Linked DNA regions of Mus musculus: region 1 is linked to region 2. The links are chromatin contacts, called in public HiChIP or PLAC-seq maps. All regions are on one chromosome and are shown on one strand. The core of a region is the stretch at or near the end of the contact, and the rest is flanking DNA. Distances in the headings are between cores, read along the strand shown. Region 1 has its middle 27 kb from the start of Gm39167. Region 2 holds the start of Mtus1 (mitochondrial tumor suppressor 1).

Evidence for each region. HiChIP or PLAC-seq counts read pairs in DNA pulled down with a chosen protein or histone mark.
Region 1: an H3K27ac HiChIP or PLAC-seq map of hepatocytes shows a contact between it and region 2, with 3 times the contacts expected there. The contact joins the enhancer-like site here to the promoter of Mtus1 in region 2. A contact is called at or near these places in 8 of 39 promoter capture datasets (the 3T3-L1 cell line, 3T3-L1-derived adipocytes, cranial neural crest and 3 more), 17 of 484 Hi-C or Micro-C datasets (the AML12 cell line, the N1E-115 cell line, bone marrow-derived macrophages and 11 more), 12 of 115 datasets of contacts at active chromatin or transcription factors (bone marrow-derived macrophages, a colorectal cancer cell line, embryonic fibroblasts and 5 more) and 2 of 9 other capture datasets (adipose tissue and pancreatic islet).

What each region holds. Positions count from the first base shown.
Region 1 is chr8:41,178,318-41,183,885 of GRCm38.p6, reverse strand. No RefSeq gene overlaps it. Among named protein-coding and RNA genes, the nearest start is that of Gm39167, 27 kb to the right of the region's middle. Within about 2 kb of position 3,920, at least 5 of the 459 cell types and tissues checked have an H3K27ac peak or open chromatin away from gene starts, as enhancers often do. A contact at or near this core is called in hepatocytes, where this site is marked.
Region 2 is chr8:41,132,165-41,137,491 of GRCm38.p6, reverse strand. Mtus1 (mitochondrial tumor suppressor 1) reads left to right here and starts at 3,766. Exons shown (of 14, transcript NM_001005863.2): 1 at 3,766-4,011.

The sequences.
Region 1 (5,568 bases), core at 2,671-5,170, 46 kb before region 2:
ACACTATGTAATGAAGTATATGTATGTATACATGTTTAACAGTTTGGCTTGTGTCTGTTATGTTTTGTTTTTTGAGATATGGTCCAGGCTAGCCTCCAACGTGGTATGTTGTCCAGTCAGCCTCAAACGGTTAACAACAATCCCCCTGTCTCATCTTCCCATTTACTAGCATTATAATCATTGCAATCACACAGATATTGGCTCATTTGAAAAAAGAAATCTAATCTAAACCCCTATTAAGCCATACTGTTAGGGATGCAGAGGTACTTGCCTATAGTTCCGGAACTCAGAAGGCCTGAAGTTCAAGGTTAGTCTAGGCTCCATAATGAGATATAGCTTCAATAAAGGAAGAAAGAAAGAGAGAGAGAAAAAGAGAGAGAGAGAGACTGAGGAAGGAAGGAAGGAAGGAAGGAAGGAAGGAAGGAAGGAAGGAAGGAAGGAAGGAAGGAAGGAAGGAAGGAAGAGGATAAGAAAAGAAGAGGGAGGAAGGCAGGTAAGCAGGGAGCAAGAGATGTGGGGTGATGTAGCCATTATCTGAGGTCTATCACAGGCTCAGTGGGAAATTTTATATAAACATATGTTTGACTTAGAGAATCTCAGTCTATAGGGGCAATGTTTACTTTTTTTTCTCCTAGCACAATTAAACGTATGGGATAATCCTGAGATTGTAGGGAACCTCAGGACTACTCTTCTCATGTCAATGTAGATCAGGGCTTTTGGGTCAAAGTGAATGAGAGATAGTTGGCTCTCAGCCATGAATGCATGACAATGGCCTGGAAACTTAGAGTCTTGTAGTCGCAGAACAATGGCGATGATGAGAACAACAACAACAACAATGATGGCGACCACTAAGACGACGACATCAGGAATCAATGCATTTCCCAAACACACTGGTGGGAGCATCAGGTAGGCAGGTCACTGTGAAGCAAACACATCACTGCCATAGAGTTCAGATGCTTTCTGACCAGAGCTTGGTGGTCAACGGCTGTTAGGATGGTCTAAGAGAATTTGCCTCTTGATCATCACCATCCCAACTCTTCATGCTCATGAAGTTTAAATCAGTCAGTCGGCTAGCTGAATCTTCATAGGTGGGTGCTTTTTAAGGCAACTTCAGTTTACAATAACATGCTAAGTTAGTTTGCCAGTTTTAAAAGGAAAAAATGGTTAAATCTCTTTTCAGTTTACATGTACCACAAAAGAGACATTTAGTCTTAAAATTTACTTATTTCAGTGTTTTTTTTTTAATTTTTATTTTTTAGAAACAGGCTCTTTCTATATAGCCCAGACTGGCCTCAAGCTCATGACCCTCCTGATTAGGATTGCATGCATAAGCTGCCACATGTCACACAGGCTTCTCATTTACTTACTTACTTATTTAATTTAATTTAAATAACTACCCCCACAGTTCTTATGTGTAGAGTTATTTATTTGCTTATTCTCTGTGGCTCTGGGATTGAACCTGCCACTTCATGTATGTTAATGGACATATTCTTTCAATGAGCAACAGTTCCAGGATTCACTGGAAAGAAAGACACCACCCCCTGCCCCCCCTCCCCCCTCCCCCCCCCCTCCCCGCCCCAATCTCTCTTTCCCTGCTCCCTGGCTCGGCTTCAAGACATACTAATGACACTTTGGTTAAATGAAATTACAACTTTCTATCTCTACATGTCTTGTCTATATTTGTTTATTTTTATTGCAGATTTAAACAGATTTAAAAGAGGCTTATCATGTTCATGGCACCATAAGACAGCATTCTGTCTTCTGACGTTACTGTGCAGGGTAGTAGTCATCAAACGACATAGAAATAACTGATGAAAAGCTAATATGAAACATTTTTAGAAAGAGTTTTTATTTTTCCTAATGACTAAGCTATAGGATCATTTAAATCAGAAAGTCAAGAATAGTTTTCATTGTTATTTTTGAGTTTCTATTATTTTTGTTTGTTTATTTGCTTTCCTTTTTGTTTGTTTGTTTAGAGACAGGCTCTTGTTCTGTCTTCCTGCCTCTACCTCATCAGTACTAAGGTGACAGCCATGTGCCACCAGGCTTGGTATTCTTGAACATTTTTAAACGTTATTTTGTTGCATCCTTATTTTTTAAAGAAGATAAATTGTCTAACTCTATCAGGACAAATAATTCTTACCTGTGGAAGACCTGAACTAGGAAGGATCACATTTCTGAACCCTAGTTTACTCCTTTTCATTTTGAATGTGCACTTTTATTTGTATTCACGTGTGTGTGGGTGTTTCTCCATGTGTGTATACCTACCACCGTTGTGTAGGTCTTTGCAATCCAGAAGCAGGCATGGAACCCTCGGAGCTGGAGTTGTGGGCAGTTGTGGAGCATGTGGTATAGGAGTGAGAATCTGAACTCATATCCTTTAGAGGAGCAGCAATCTCTTAAAACCACTGAGCCATTTCTGCAGCCCTCAAATCATTATTTTCTTCTGTGTCAGGTATGGACAGTGAGACAGTCTTGAAAACCTTGTAAGAACTGGGTAAGACTTAGTAAAAATGTGTGGGATAAGATATGTAGAGTCTAACTTCAACAACAAAATAAAAATGTAAGCAATAAGATATGTTGATAATATGTTCATGAGCCCACATACCTATCTCGCCATCTAAACTTACCATAGTCAATATTAGGACAGACCACTGTAAGACAAAGCAAGGGCCACACAGATATAACATATACTTTTGTTTGAATACATACATTGCCCCAACTCCTGGCACATGAAAGAAGAGTTTGGTTTGGTTTGGTTTGGTTTTTCTGAGACAGGCTTTCTCTGTGTAGTCCTAGATGTCCTAAAATTTGCTCTGTAGACCAGGCTGGCCTTGAACTCAGAAACCCACCTGCCTCTGCCTCCAGAGTGTTGGGATTAAAGGCGTGTGCCTCCACTGCCCTGCTGTAAGAAAGGTTTTGTGTGTGGCCCAGCATACTTCTGCAACAACAATCAATGATGAAAGAAGCAAGCTCAGAATCTTCACCTTTGAAGTTTCCTCAACTTAATATTTAATCTAGCTGCTTTATGGCTTCAGATGGTTGTCCTTAAATAATAGTTTTATTTAAAAAAAAAAGTTTATTTTTATGGGGGTAGGGAGAGAAAAAACAAAAACAAGTTTGCTTGAAAAATGCCATAATAAAATTTTATTCTTTGTGAGCTCATAAGAAATAAAGCTGAAAGAAATTCCCATAAAATTGTTTACTTTTTTATTTGATAAGAAAATAATTCAGTAGTTAAAAAAAAATTAATGCAGAGCTGTTCAGGGGAAATAGGGAAAGAGTAGATTGGAGGTTAGCTCAGTGCTTTCCTGCTTCCAAGTAAGACCCTGCTTTGATATCTAGCATCAGAAGGAGACAGTGATGGACAAGAGGGAGGGGGAGGGAGAGTGCACACACACACACACACACACACACACACACACACACACACACACACACGCACTAATACTACTCATTAACCATAAATTCCTTGGCCTTGTTTTTCTCCTATTTTGTTACCAACGGCTTAGAAATCTTGGTAGATGAGAACTGTGTTTTGTTTTGTTTTGTTTTGTTTTGTTTCCTTTGCTTAATATTGTATTCTAAGTACATCCTCATGTTGTTAAAATGTCTTCACACAAAAATTTGAAAGTAGTATAAAAACATCAGCTAATTTTAATCCCATAGGGTTTTTTGGTTGTTGTTTTTCTTTAAAGATTTATTTATTTATTTATTTATTTATTCATTTATTTTATGTGTGTACGCTGTAGCTGTCTTCAGACACTCCAAAAGAGGGAGTCAGATCTCATTACAGATGGATGTGATCCACCATGTGGTTGCTGGGATTTGAACTCAGGAGCAGTCAGTGCTCTTAACCGCTGAGCCAACTCACCAACCCCCAGTCCCATAGTTTTTAACCAACCTATTTTCAGAATATTTAGGCTGTTTCCAGTCTGTTGCAGTACACAGTGTTGTGACATTTGCACACAAAGGTTTTGTTTGTTCATTTTGCTTTTGAATTATTTCCTAAGATAACTGGCAGAAGCAGAATTGCTGCATTCTCTTTCCAAAGCCCTCTTTCTCACTGAAATTTAGCTTTGACCATAGGAATAGCTTCATCCTGAAGGCTAAAGGTTAGTATTTTCCACTGGCAATTGCAGTACATTTACACCACATTAAACTTTATTTGACCTTCATTCTAATGCATCTACTATCTTACTCTTCTGAATAAATATATGGGGAGTCGTTTCATCCTTTTGCGAAAGCATGCTGCTGTTTTGCTCACATGCCAGTCATTAAACACCTACTGTGTGTCAGTCCATATGCAAAGTTATAGAAATGAGTCATAGACATTAGCAGAGCTCCTGCCCTTGAAGAACTGACACGTCGATACAGGGAGACAAGTAAACACACAAGCTATCCCAAGAAATACAGCACGCAGCGTCAGGTTTATTTGCTAGCCAAGATTACAGTCAGGATGTTTTGGGTTTGCTGTCTGCCATATTTGGGGTGGAGGGAAGTATACAGAGTTTCTTTACATGTCTCTGCCTAGTGGTTTTCATTGGAAAACATAATGAGATTTGTTTTTATGCATTTTAGCATTTCGAGGCTGCAATGATGTAACACGGCACGTGCATCCTGTAGGCACTCCGGAAATACTGCTGTGATGATGGGATCTGCAATGGAGACGGTGCGGACAGAGGAAATAGTGTAACAACGTGCTATGTGGCCCTTGCCATGACTTGAAATGTCAGAAGACAGAGGATGGAAGAGAGCATATAAAATGAAACCGAGTCTGGGTAAACACTATTGACAGGAGCCCTGAGGCAGCCTGGGTCTTTAATGTCACTGACATCTAAAATACTTGATGGTTTGATGACAAAATGCGCTTTAGGGATTATCTGGTAACAGTGGTCAAGGAGCCTTGGGCTCAGGCCACATGCATCAGGGTCCGTTCAGGGATCAGAAAAACTCCCTTTCATCACAGCTCCTCTCTTAAACCACGGCTCCATTTTTAATCTCTTTTATGTACTTTGGTTTCACACGACCTTTTGCGTTTTGTTTGAGGGACAACACAAAGCCCTTATCTCTGAAAGAAGCTACTCTATCTTACACATCAAGAACTTATCTGCTTTTTTTGAGATATCTGGCATCTGGGCACCGGGATTTCATACTCTCATGACTCATATCAATTAACCGTCATTGCAAACCTAAGGCTACGTGTACTCTGTGTTCTGATGCATGCCGGCTCTTCATTTTAAACCTTGGCTGGAAAAGCACATCCACCCAGTAAAAAACTACACTCCACCAGAGGCAAGTCCAAGACAAGCTCCAACCTTTCAAGGGAGATAAAAGAGGGAATTAAGTATTCAGTCATAACAAAAAAGCTGACTGAGTCCCAGGGAGAAAATGGCACAGAGGATCCCCTTCCAAAATGTAACTCGGAGGGGTTTGGCACCAGTTTCTAGGTCTTTCTAATTATAGCAGTGTTCTATAACATTGCTTCCACCTGCACCTATGACAGTAATATTCAACACTTAGCATTATCAAAGACCTTTCCAGCTTGAACTAATGAATTCACACATT
Region 2 (5,327 bases), core at 2,517-5,016:
ATTTACTGTTTTTCCTGCCTTATGTTAAACATGTTTCCTCAATGGGTGATTTTAAGAATTTGCTTTCTTTTGTCTCTTAGAGATGTCCAAATCCCTGCTCAATGGGAAGGTGATAGAAGTAAGTTTAAGAAAGTAACAAAAAAAAGGAGTGAATTGGAGTAAAGAAAAAAAGGACTCCAAGGGAGCCAGGCAGTGGTGGCACACGCCTTTAATCCTAGCACTTGGGAGGCAGAGGCAGGCAGATTTCTAAGTTCAAGGCCAGCCTGGTCTACAGAGTGAGTTCCAGGACAGCCAGGGCTATTCAGAGAAACTCTGTCTTGAAAAAAAAAAAAAAAAAAGGACTTCAAGGGACTCCTGGAGTTTAGCCCTTGAGAATTAACCCCTTCTGATGTAATGTGACCCTGGGGAAACAGGCTCAAGCCTTACTGCAGATGTCAATGCTAGGGAAAGGAATTGACAATCTCACCATTGTCAACAGGATCACAGCACATTTGCTAGACTTTGAGGGTGGAAGTCTTTTTATTTAAATGAACTAGAGAAGAAGCAAAGTTAAAAGCAACTATTTAACATTTTTGCTTCCCCCTGATTAGAGGACAAGCAATATGATCATTTATCTTATTAATGGAAAAACATAGTCATTTAAAAGAAAAAAAAAAGAAAGAAAGAAAAGATTTATTTATTTTATGTATGTGAGTTCACAGTTGCCTGTCTTCAGACACACCAGAAGAGGGCATCGGATCCCATTACAGATGGTTGTGAGCCACCACGTGGTTGCTGGGAATTGAACTCAGGACCTCTGGAAAAACAGTCAGTGCTCCTTACCAGTAAACCATCTCACCACCCCAACATGTTCATTCTTTATGGCCGATCTCAAGTGGGGGAAGCATCTTTAAAATGTCTACTATTAACATGGATCAAAATGTAGAACATGTGAAATTATATTAAATAAAAACTTTCTCTTCAAAATTGACCCTTTGGTGTCTGGACTCCATTTTAAAACACAACCAGCTACATCAATTTCTTGAAGTTTATTTGGGGAGTTTATTTGGGAAGTGTATTTTTACATATTATTTTGTTTATAGGAATAAAATACTATACAATATAAGTATATGGATTTTCTCTGCCTAATAGAAATGGCAACATGCTAGTAGATAATTGTTTTGCACTTAAAAATATGCACACGATGTATCTTAGATTATTTTATAATAATAAAAGATCTGTGTCATTCTTTTTCAAGTCCTCATAGGATTTGTTTTATGATTATGCCATAACTCTTTTTTAAACAAACTCCTTATAATGAGTTCTTCATCAATCAGTATGTTGTTTCTCAATATGTTGTTACTAGACACAAGGCTGACATAAACAAGGCTTTATACTCATGGAAGTTCCGCAGGGTAATATAAGATAAGCTCTCATTGAGGGGTTTCTAGTGAAAATAACCTGTGCATCTTTATTTAATCAGTTAGGATTTTGAATTTCCCTCTATGGAAGTCGCTCTAGGTTACGTTTACATCTGCACTCTGACTGCCTCTCTTCTCATTATACCAACGCCCGGTGGCTATCGCATGTTCTCATCTTTGACACTCTGCCAAGTGAAACAGGGATTTTTAAATAGAGTCTTCAATTTTCATTTTTCCTCCCAGAGGATAAAACATGCTAACTTTTCTTTAGAACAGAACACCACGAAGTTATGCAGAGTTGTCTTCTTATCCTTAATTCTGGACTCTGGAGCAGGTCAGCATTCAAGTTCAGAGGTCAGGAACATGGCTATATGCCCAGAACCAAGAGGGATAGAGAAGCCAATAGGCCTTAGTTCATGACCATTTGGCTGGACAGAGTCTCTGATGATGCCCCCAGATCACTTCTGATTATGGGAATGCAATGAGAAGCTAAGGTTCTGATTTCCACACCTTCAAAAAAGTGACAGTCACATCTGCACCGTGACTGCCTCTAAACTGTGACGTATCTCCAATTACTTCAGTGAGTGGTTGTTTTTTTAAATTTTGTTTTCTTCTTTCAATTTATCTTACAGAAATAAAAAGTAAAACTGATTCCATATTCATACATAGAACTAAGTCGCACAATGGAATGCAGTGGTGGTGGGAATCTGGATGTGTGTGGATTATATTGGGCCAAATCATCGGGGGCACGTGGCTTATAAAGGCTTAAATAATATGTTTAACACAAGGAGGATTTTCCTTAGGGAGGAAGCATGTTGCTAATTAGCATAATTATCTCATGACTTGCCAGAAAAAAACATCCGGGGCTTTTTTTTTTTTTTGGTTTTGTTTTGTTGGGTGCCTTTTGCTCAAGGGAGAATTGTCCGATGGTTTTTAATGCTGTGCCACTTTAAAACTAGTCACATGATTTTTTTCCTAACGTCAGACAGAGTTGATATTACGACAGGGATTTCAAAGATAAGCAAGAGGTGTTATCTACTGGAATATGGAGGGAAAAAAAGGGGGAGTCGGGCCTGCTCGGCTGGGTTTGTGCCTGCCTTGGCTGCCCTCACAGTGTGACCATGTGCAAGTCACTTGGCTTTTCTGAGCTTCGGTTGCCTCACTCAAATAATAGAGATAATAATCTAACCTATTTACAGCAGGGTCTACTTGTGAGCGAAGAATGGATCATTGTTCACGTGAAAGCACTTAAAGCTATAAACAGCAAAGCTATTAGATCATCCAGCATTCGTGGTATAGGCAACCTCTGAAATGCTGCTTCTGCTCCCTCACCCCCACCCCCGTCCCCCGCCTCTGCGCTCCAAGAAATGTACTGAAAATGCTTTTTCAGCAATCCCAGGCCACGTAGTTTTATATATGTATACACACATGCATACATTAAACTTAGAGTTCTGGGTTGTCTGACATGTTCAGGAATGTTTTTATCTGTTACAAGCAGGCTATCAATCTTTAGGGAAAAAACCTTATATTAAAATATGCTTAGTGGAGGCTGAAATTTCCTCAGTTTGATTCAAGAACAAGGACTTTGGCTTTCAAGTGGCCAGACCTAGCTTCTCTTCCTAGCTTCTCCCACTACCCCAACCCCACCCCCATCTGAACTTCTAACAGTCGGAGTGCTGGTTTCTTTAATCTTTAATAGGTGCTCGCTAGTAATCTGCTCGGAAGTCTGAAGACAATATAGGGCGCAGGTGGGACTCTCCGAGAACAATCAGTGCTGCTTCCTTATAAACCCTTACGCTGATAAGCCTGCAACTTCCCCACCTCCCAACTCCAAAGCCCTTCGCGGGACAGGGAATTCTGGCTGCGAGGGGACCCAGGAGGAGCCAATCCTCCCTCTGGCTAGCTAGCCTGTCCGACGGTCCTGGGGCCCCAAAGTTGGGCTTGGCAGAGCTTAGCTTTCCCACCAGGACGTGAATGGTTTGGGGTCGCGCGGGACAGCCAGCCAAGCGCGCAGTCAGCAGCGGTGGCTTTGCGACACACGTGGCAACAGGTGCAGCGCGATCCAGGACGTACGCCCGGGGCTTGTGGCTTATGTTGACGTTTAGCCAGGGAGCCCGACCCGGCTGGCGACCGTAGTGGAGCTCCGCGGGAGTCATCGTGCCTCAAGGAACCCCTGCTCGTCTCTCAGGTTAGTTTTTTTGGGGGGCACTGCCCCTTCTGCCCCCCTCTCCCCCCCGCAACCTGGCCTTTGTCTGGGCTCTAGGAGCCGCCGCGGGCGAGGGGCGAGGCCACCCAGCCCAGGATCCTCCGCCTTCGCTCCTCCCCCTGGCGGCCCGGGGCGGGGAGGCTGGGACGCCCGGGCTCCGGGTTCCCGGTTCCCGCCTGGCCGCCAGGGTGCTGGTGCGGGTTGGGGTCGATCTGCAAGCCCCAGGTACAGACGTCTCCAAGGCAGGACCCGCCGAGGGTGCAGAACGCCGTGGCTCCCCCCAGGGCTGGCTCCCCGGCTCTGCGGGCAAGCGCGGAGTGGATCCCATTCCGTCGCCCATCCCGGCCGCGGTGGGGACCTCCGGAGAACGAGGAGCTGGGGAGCGGCGACTGCAACGCACTCACGGTGACCGGACTGGCTTTCCGGGGAGGGGGGCGGGTGTCCTAGTGGGTTTCAAAGTAGGAGGAGTGGGGAGGCTGAGCTCACGTGGGACCCGCGGGGCTCCTGCAGGACAGCGGGCTGCAGTTGCTGTCACCTTGAAAGTGACCGAGGCGGTGGGTTTATTGTGGATAAAGGACAACTGTCAAGTTTGCATCCTCGGTGGAAAGCCGCCCACCAAGCGCTGGATTCTGGCTCTGGACCTGGCAGCCTCAGGCTTCCGGCTGGGCGACTTGCCGGGGTCCATTCCCACTAAGCAGTCAGGGCAGAAAATATGGGAGAAAGGGAATTAGTGCAGTTCCCCAGGTCCTCATGCGGGTTTTACTCCCTGCAGCCTGCGGGTTCTTACAAACTCTAAGGGAAAGCCCACGTTGAGGGTCGCCGTATTGATTACTCAATAGAGGACTTAGCTCGAATTTCCGCGAAGTCTTTGCGCCCCCCCCCCCAACTAGGGTGATCTGTTCACTTTTCACTTGTAAAAGTGACACATTGAATTGTAAACATAGCTTGCATACTGGCACTCACTCTGCAAAATGCTACTTTTAAATTGTCTTGTGTTCTACCAGAGGAAATCCAGTGTATTTTGTTTGTCTTAAAACCAGAGTCTTAGGCAAAACAGGAGGAAAGCGAGCTTTCATGTTCTGCCAGGTGATTGGAGTTCAATCAAGGTATCAAATCACAGCGCGGTGGGGGTGGGAGTGGATTCCGGGGATCCGGAGACAACTTGTGGGAGGGCAAAAAAGAGGTGGGGTCGGGCCCCCGCTAAACATATGACCTCTGTAAGGAATGTTTTACAAATAGGTTATCAGTTTAAATAGTTCATCCCCGTTCTCTCCAGCAATCCCTTTAGGGCAATCTGTACTCTGTTGTGTGGGTGTGTTTAAACTTCTTGTTTACAGATTTATTTCTCAAGAACTGTATCGATAAGAAAAGTTATGCAAGAAAACCTGTTCCTGCCCTGTTTTTTTAAAAAAGGCATAGAATTTAGTTTAAAATACTTTTAAAATGTTGTATCGATCTTCACCTGAACCCTCTCTCCACTGCCCCGGCCCCCCCCCCCCGTGACCCACCCCCTTGTTCAATGGATGGAGCGAAGAGTTTTGTATATACCAAACACCTGGATTATCATTGATAGCTGCCCCAGCCCCTCACCTGTTCCTTTTAAAAACTAGATTTATGTGGGAAACAAATTGTGTTTGGGAGAGGTCTGTACCTTTTAATTAACCGTTAGGAATTCAAGGATAATTTTTGTAGGGTTTAGCTAGGATTGTGAAATTCTGGAT